Linked DNA regions of Rattus norvegicus: region 1 is linked to region 2. Evidence: chromatin contacts called from public Hi-C data. All regions are on one chromosome and are shown on one strand. Each heading gives the region's core, a stretch centred on a gene start, on an enhancer-like site or on the middle of the called end of the contact. The rest is flanking DNA. Distances are from core to core; before and after follow the strand shown.

What was found. Hi-C and Micro-C count contacts between places; a contact is called where the count stands out from the background.
Region 1: a Hi-C map of the A7r5 cell line shows a contact between it and region 2, with 4 times the contacts expected there. The contact joins the promoter of Cttnbp2nl here to the promoter of St7l in region 2. A contact is called at or near these places in 7 of 12 Hi-C or Micro-C datasets (the A7r5 cell line, the Rat2 cell line, Schwann cells and 4 more) and 1 of 1 datasets of contacts at active chromatin or transcription factors (oligodendrocytes).

What each region holds. Positions count from the first base shown.
Region 1 is chr2:195,241,457-195,245,715 of GRCr8, forward strand. Cttnbp2nl (CTTNBP2 N-terminal like) reads right to left here and starts at 1,447. Exons shown (of 6, transcript NM_001107712.2): 1 at 1,414-1,447.
Region 2 is chr2:195,051,585-195,055,655 of GRCr8, forward strand. St7l (suppression of tumorigenicity 7-like) reads left to right here and starts at 1,355. Exons shown (of 14, transcript NM_001007639.1): 1 at 1,355-2,167. The coding sequence starts at 1,954. Capza1 (capping actin protein of muscle Z-line subunit alpha 1) reads right to left here and starts at 1,516. Exons shown (of 10, transcript NM_001109625.2): 1 at 1,191-1,516. The coding sequence starts at 1,229.

The sequences.
Region 1 (4,259 bases), core at 197-2,696, 190 kb after region 2:
ACTGCAACTCTGCACCTCACATCTGTCGGCTATAAATAACCAACAGTAAAATGAACTCGGGATCAAAATTTAAAATGCCAAAAATATAGAAAAATTAATAGGTGGTACTGCTAGCCACAGCTGATGGTTAGAGATTCGATGACATTAACATCGGGACAGTCAACAAGGCTCTTGTTCTGAAATTGAAAACTACCTTTTATTTTAATGCTTTAAATTTTGGTTGATGATGCGGGCACGCCAGACAGAATCATATCACATGTAGATACGTTTTCTTTGAGATAAAATCTCATTATAAAACAGGGGTGAGATAGTACTCAGAGGCCACAGGACCAGATTAATTATAAACCTAGCCAACTGAACCTGAATTTTGTTCAAATACTTCCTGTCTTTTGTTTCAACCTGCCGTACACCTTCAAGGTTAACTGCAGTCTCCCGGAGCAACGGACCAGCCCACTACAAACTGAGAGATGGGGATTCCTACTGCAAAGGCATTTACTGACTTCTCCACACCGTTTCATTTGAAAATATGGTATTAATAACTGACTGTCAAACAATACACACTGCATTCCTACCCACACAAGGCTAACTCTGCTGAAAGCTAACACACCCACCTTGCTATGAAATATGCGGATGCTTTCCTATTAAGTTCTCAGGGAAGAAACCGGGTAGAAAGCAAAACTGAAAGGCAACTCAAACCTAAAAATCCCCCAAAAGCTGGCTTCTCCCACAAGAAAAATAAAGGGCGAGGAAGGTACAAAGGGCGAAGGGAAGAAGGTAATACATGATTTAAGCCGGGGAGCTCTCAACACTCAACAAGACAACACAGGATCTGGGGGGACCGTAGGAGCAATCAGAGGCTGGGGGATGGGAAGAGCTAAAGAGGGGAGAAGGCCGCTCTGACTGTTGGAGGTGTCTGTCTGGGTCTCGTCTTTTTTTTCCCTCCTCCTCGCCCATCCCTCATAAGAACAACGCTGTTTTTTTTTTTTTTAGATCTTATACAGCACCCTAGTTCTGGACCCAGACTTGCCAGCAGGGGCAGGTGTGGGAAGGGATGCCTGGACTTGCGGGGGTCCAATATAGGGGTGGGGGCTGCAGCTTAGAAACTGCACCCACCAGTCCCTCTCCGAGGCTAGGGCTGGGCAAAAGGCGACATGGAGTGAGACAGGTCAGGGGGAGACCCCTGCTAAAGGGCGGAGGCTGGCGAGAGACAATGAACAGTCGCGAGGACCCTGGAGGATGCCGCGACGCCTCCTCGGGGAATCCCGGGATCTGGAGGCGGCGGCCCCGCCCCCTAAGGGACCATCCCTACCCCGACAGGGACTGCTGCTGAAAGCCATACACGCTCCGGGCCGGGAGGCTCTCTCGGAGACCCGGCCACCCAGCACCGCAGAGCCCGGACCCCGCGCTCCGTACCTGGCCTCGGCGCTCCGGGATCCTTCCCCGCCGCCGCCTCCGCCGCCCGCTCCCCATCCCCAGCCTCCCAGGACCCGCCCCCTCATCCGCCGGCAGTGACCGGCAGATACCATAGCCAATTATAGTCTTGCCCTTGCGGCTCTGCAACCAATCCTCGCCGCCTGAAGGCTGGGCTTCTCCAAAGTCATCCCGGCTCCTCCTGGGGCTGCAAGATCCCTTTTGTTTGGGAGAGCCAGGCTGGGATTGAGCTGGCGTCACTTCCGGGAGGAAGTACCACCTCTGGTCGGCTGGAGTCTGGGTTCGCTCTGCTCTCCGCCTGGGCTCTGCAACTTTTCAGGATCCTGAGAACACCTTTTGGTGGCTTAATTTGGGGTTTATCCAAAATGTGAATAAAAGAAGTGAGTTTTAGCGTTTGTTTTAGAATTAGTTATTGAAAACCTAGTAACGTGTCTTCTTTGCTTCTCTCACTTTCTCTCTCTCTCTCTCTCTCTCTGCACTGACTTTTGGGTGTGGTGCTGGAAAGCAAGGGCACAAGACCATCTCCTTTAACACATCACACTGGGTACACAAAGGGAGACTCTGGGGTTGAACAGACAGGACAGCACCCGGTAGAGGAGGGCATAACCCCTGCCGACCTTCCTTTCAGGGCGAAGCCAAATAATTGCAAACTTACGCGCAGTTTTCCCACACTGTGCTTGCCTTTCATGAATGTGGGGCCCTCTTTTATATGTTTGGGCCCCGTCATACTGTGGGGAATGCGTTTTTAACGAAGCCAAAACAAAACAGTTGGATGAGGGGGAATGACTGTCCTTGTGAACACAGGAATGCAGATCTTAGTGATAAAAACAAGACCGGATAACCTGGAGGGAAGAGAACGCACTCTACCGTAGCCTGCACTTCAGCTCACAAGTGATTGACCACATTGTTTTAAAGAATTTGTAACAAGTACATGTAAGAAAACAAGTATTTAAGTGCACAAGTAACATGCTACTCTGAATACATTATTCCTAATCCTCACAATTATCAGCAGGAGAATATTAGGAATTTAATACTCTCTCTGCCTGTGGTTCTCAACCTGTGGGTTACAACCCCTCGGATAACCTTTATCTGTAAAAAAAAAAAAATACCTACATTACAATTTATAACAGCAAAATTACAGCTGTGAGTAGCAGCGAAATTATGGTTGAGCACCACAACGTGAGAAACTATATTAAAGGACAGCAGCACTAGGAAGGTTGAGAACCACTGCCCTAGGCAAACACAGTCCTCGAGACAGGTGCAGTTTACAGTCTGGGTAGAGAGATGCCCAGCCTGAGTAATCATGGTTTAGAGGAAGTAAAACAGTATTTCCTGTCAACACAGTGTTATGTTCATCCATATAATATCCGTGTCAGTGCTGTCATACCCTGTATAGTGGACATCACCGTGAGTGATTATGACGAGTCAAAGAAACCAAGAGATCCAACTGAAGGTTATAGAATTAATAACTGGAAAAGAAAGATTACAAGACTAACTCCAATCTGTGCCATAGTCTGCTAGCCGGCCACCCGTTCCCACGGGGGACCTGTTCAGAGGAAAGATAGTGATTAACGCAGCAGCAGAGCGAAGCCAATAACTCGGTACTCTCCCCTAGCCATTGCTGGCTTGAAGACAGCATGCGGAGATGCTCCAGTACAGCCCAGGTGCTTTGGGAACAGTGACCTAGAGCAAGAAGAATTTTGCAAAGATATCACGCTCTGTATTCAGAAAGACAGTCTGGTTGGATAGGGTGTGCACACCTGTAAATCCCATCATCTGGGAGGTGGAGGCAGAGGAGAGCCAGGAATTCAAGATCTTTCTTGGCTACACAGTGTTGCAGACCACCACGGGCTACAGGAGACCTCTCAGAATAGAACACAATGTCCGAAATGATTGAAAGACACAGGATTAGGTACAGGGATAGTACCACGGGGGGGGGGGTGGGGGGGGAAGGGGGTTGAAAAGAATCCATTTCCTCCTTCCTTTGCTTTGCCTGTGGGCATGCAGGGAGGAAGTGTCTCATTGCCAGACAATGAGGCAGATGTGGGACAACAGGCTATTTTTCTGCTGGATTCTGACTCACTCCAAGGTTTGCTCCAATGAATCAGCTCACCCAGCCTTCCTCTCCCTCCCTTTGTAGCTATTAATCTACCACCACCCATTCTACTCCAAAGCTGACCTAATGGAAACAGTACCATGTGACCCACATCCTTTACAGCACTGAGCAGTTCCCAACTCTCGGTTCCTTTAAGCCAGTTCCTGAGCAAGTGTAGAAAGGCTCAACAGGATGAAATCATCCTTGCCTTGTAAGACTCAGAGTCCTGAGAATGTTAAGATGGCTTTCAACTTGTCACCCGTGAGGTAGTGTGAACAGGCAGGGCTTCTGAGCCTTTCATAACCTTCAGCCTTCAATAGTGGCAGTGAGTTCTGGAACTGTGTGATTTAATGTAGAAAACTTGTAAGTTTAGGGTCCTTGGCACATAGAGCGTGGAAATAGGCTCATGATGTCTTGAACAGGCAAACACATAGGCTGTGTTTTGGTACTTGGTATATTATCAACTTGTTCATTAATATTTACTAAATGGTTCTCATGTGTCCGGCAACAACTTTATGTCATTTAAGTACTAAAAGATTACAGCTTGGGTTGAGTTTTTTTCCCCCGCTTCAATTGGCAAATGTTGTAGGTAGATGTCCTAAGTGTTTGTTGCTGGCTTGGAAGGCAATGATAGAGTAAAAGAGGTTAGACTGGAAATGAAGAAAATCTGGGGCTGATCACTGCTCTGTCATAAACTGTTGTTAACAAATCACTGCCAAGTGGGCGGCTTAGA
Region 2 (4,071 bases), core at 105-2,604:
AAACAAAACAACAAAAAAGAACCCAGGCAGATTTTATAGAACACCGGAGGGCACATACTTTGCTAACAGGCACTGCAGGAAACAAAAGACACATTCTTGTCCCATAAGTAGTTATCTAGTGAAACCATTTTAACTTCTAGCCACCCTAAGATTCTGTGTTTATGGAAGAACCTGGCACTTCTTTCCTTTTTGAACAAACTGTTTAGCAAATATATGTGGTTGTCAGGAAAAGTTATCCTATCAAATTTGGGATACACCCTTGTATTTAAAACACCTTTAAAGATCTAGGCACACAAACGACATTCTGACAACCCCAGCTATAAAGCACTACAGTTGGTCATCAAAAAAGGGTTGGGTGTTTCATCCAAACTGAATGTGTTAAATGTGAGGTTTATTTGCTACATAACCTTTCTGGAGTTGAAACAAGTCTGTTGCCTACTTCTCACGGTTTAACCGGAAGTAAAAAAAACTACTTTGAAAAAAAATTATAGTTAAAACAGAAGAGTCGGAGTCACCTTGGGGCTAAACGTGCACACAAGAGAGCATAAGCAGAATAAAGGTGTTCGTCAAATTCTTAAGCAAATCCCTTGAGGTTTACTGATTTATTTTTATCCAATTAGTTTAGTCGTCAGTAGTTAAGAAAAGATGAGGGTGTGTAGGTTAGGTGGACAGGCAACACCAGAGGACCTCTCCCTGACAAGGAGTCCTGACAGCAAAATCACTTCCTGAGGAAGGAGGAGCAAAAGGGAAGTTAAGGAGGCCACTCTGATCAGGAAGTGACTCGTTCTAAACTAACCCCAATCATACCTATAAATGGGGGGATGGGGTGAGCCCCAACAGCCAAAGGCGGTAAAATAACTGCTGCCTGACACGTCCCGACATCACATTCTCCTCCTCTCTTACACAGTAAAGAGTCTACAGTTAAGTCAATCAGACAAAGTGTCTCCTCTTTTGAAGGAAGGTTGTGTTCGGTCCGGAATGAAAAGAAGAGTTGAGGAATGGGGGACTGGGGCCACCGTGAGGCAAACGAAATCTCCTTTAAGGAAGGAAGCGTCCCGGATGCAGAGGGAATATGCTAGCACCGGGAAACAACCTTCTTTTTCCAGGGGTCACCACCAGGTTTCCCACTGCTGCCGGCTCGGACCCCTGGGCCTCGTCGGGGGAGGAAGTAAAAGAGGCGGACCCCTTACCTTCTCCTCATCCGACACCCGATCCTCGAAGTCGGCCATCTTGGCTGCTCTGGCCCAGCCCGGCGGGCCGGCGCGAGGCAAGCCGGGAAGGAAGCTGAGTGGTGGAATCACCGAGGGGGCCGTCAGAAGGACCCGCCCGGAAGCTCCGGCCAAGAGGGCGCCATGTCAGTTCCGCGCGGGCGTGACAGCTTAGGGTGGGAGCGCTCTAGGAAGTCGACTTTCCCCTCAGGGTTTTGCAGTCTTAACATCTTTCTCACTGGGTTTCAGTCACTTTCCCATTCGTCCTGGAATGCTTGGTGGCGTGTCTCGACTGTCCATGGCGCCTGGGCTCCCTCTGGTCAAGTAGCAGTTGCTACACCTAGAAGTTTTCCTGATCCCGTTGGTCTCGTAGGCCGCCGAGTCCAGTGCACTAAGAGCTGCTCGGCTCTAGGAGACATCAGTACTTTTCCAACGCCGGCACAGGGCGAAAGGTGACCCCCAACCACGTACGGAACCAAAACCACTTCTCTCCAGCGCCACATTGAGTCCGTTTCCTGCAGAATAAGTGCCACCATCGGATCCTTCCCCGCCCTCCTAGAGGACTAGGTAGCCCCAGAGTAGGCCACCTTCCAGGCGTTCCGCCACCTTCCAGACCTCCGTCCAATTCCCCAGGACTCAGCCTAGACAGAGGCCAGCTTCAAGTCCGCCACTATCCCAGGATTCCCAACTCCGGGTTTCCGGCCCTTCTCCCCTCCCAGGTCCCGGCGCCTGCCGGAGACGCAAGATGGCGGACGGAGACTACTTCGCGGAAGCCGCGCGGGCTGTGGGGTGTCCCCATGCACCTGTTCCCGGCTTGGGCCTGGGCCCGCCGCTGGGCTGGAAAGAGCGGCTGAAGGCCGGGCTGGCGAACTCTGGGTCCACGCTGTGGTTCCTGGCGGGGCTGGGGCTGCTTTACGCTCTGAGGGTCCCGCTGAGGCTGTGTGACAACGTGACAGCGGGTGAGAGGCCCAAACCTCCTGGACAGTCGGGGACAAGCACCAAAGATCAGAGATTCTCAGGGAGTCATGGAGGGCTTTGCAGAAGGAAATTGGTGTTGCATGCTCCAGTGGGTTTATTTTTTCTTTTGGGCCACAGCAACCCGGCAGCTAATTGTTAAACCTGTGCTGCAGTTTACCGGCCCCTCCCTAGAGCTCTGAAGGTTCGCCCTCTCTGTTCTGCCTACGTTACCACCGGAAAAGCTACCTGTCAAGCTGCAAGCTTCAGGTAGTAAGGCAGAAGAGAGCATTCCCAGATAGGTACACACAATGTATATACATTCTTATTGCTTGCAGGGCTCTTTGAAAAACCGTACCATTGAGTCTCCAGCTGCTGAACTTAACCTACACCAGAAACCTAAGATAAGCATATCTGTAATACAAGATAGAAAATGCTATGATTTTAGTGGATCATACTTTTATTGTAAGACGGTTCAATTAAGAAACGTTTTTCGTAATATTTTTATCCTTCAGACTTTGTTATGAGTAATAAGATAGTACAGGAAAGAGAGAGAGGAGAGAGAAGCACTGACAACAGTGAGGTTGTTTAGTATTTTCCTTCCGCAGTTGTACAGTGTCACGGGGCCTGGGCTAAAGATAAAATTTGTAAACAGTGTTGATCCATGCAGATTCTGCAAATGCTATTCCTTAGCCATAGGCAGGATGAAAAGATGGGGTCCTGGACCTTTTGTGGTGTTATTGCAGAATTTATTTCTGCAGCCTCAGAAGGTGGAAATATTTCTATTAGAGAGTCCCATGAGATGACATGAAAGACCATAGGATAGTGCTCTAAAATGCTTTGGGTATTTTAGAGGACAGGCACCACATACGGTCTAATTTATCTGTAATAGTTTCATGACGTAATTTGTGTGCTCATTAAAATGCTGTTCATTGAGTTGTTCATTTATTTTTCTACTGTTGTTGTCTTGAGGCCAGGATATAACCAAGACTGACCTTGAATACCTGATCCCTTGAGCCACTTCTTAAGTGGCGGATTTAGAGACATATACTAGCTAGCCTGGCTTTAATTCTTTGTTTAATGTATGTAGCTGTCTTCAGACACACCAGAAGAGGGCATCAGATCCTATTACAGATGATTGTGAGCCACCATGTGGTTACTGGGAATTGAACTCAGGACCTCTGGAAGAGCAGTCAGTGCTCCTAATCTCTGAGCCATCTCTCCAGCCTGTAGCCTGCCTTAAAAATTGTTTTTATACACGTCCCTCTTTATAGTCCAGGATCTCCTCAAGCTGGAGACCTTCCTGCCTTGGCCTCCAGAATGTTAGTATTGCAGGTTTGAACTGTCAAGCCTGCTAACTTTGGTTTATCGCCTGTGTTTTGACTACATGTACCCTTCAGATGAAAGCAGTTGACTATTGCAGATTTTTGTTTCTTTTAAAACTCAAAATTGGGGCTGTGGATGTAGCTCAGTTGATAGAGTGCTTCCCTGGCATACAGGAAGCCATGGGTTTCAATCCATTGCACCCATAAACCAGGAATGCTAATACACACTTGTGATCCCAGGACTGGGGAGATAGATACAGATACAGTTAGATGCAGTTGTATTTTACCAATACAGGTAGATACAGTTGTTCAAGGCCATCCTCAGATCCACAGTAAGTTTGAGACCAGCCTGGACTGTGTTAGACCATGTTGTGAAAGTGCATTTAGCTTTTTATCCTTATATATTTGCTGATTATATTTTAGATTTTCAGAGAAGCAGACTAAATTATCTCACTGTGACTTGATTTTCTTTCTTTGACCTAAATATGGATCCTAGGGCCTTATATACACTCATTTTGATTTGCTTCTTATTTAAGTAAAGAACAGTATAAAACCCCACTTTTATATACACGAGAAGATTCTTA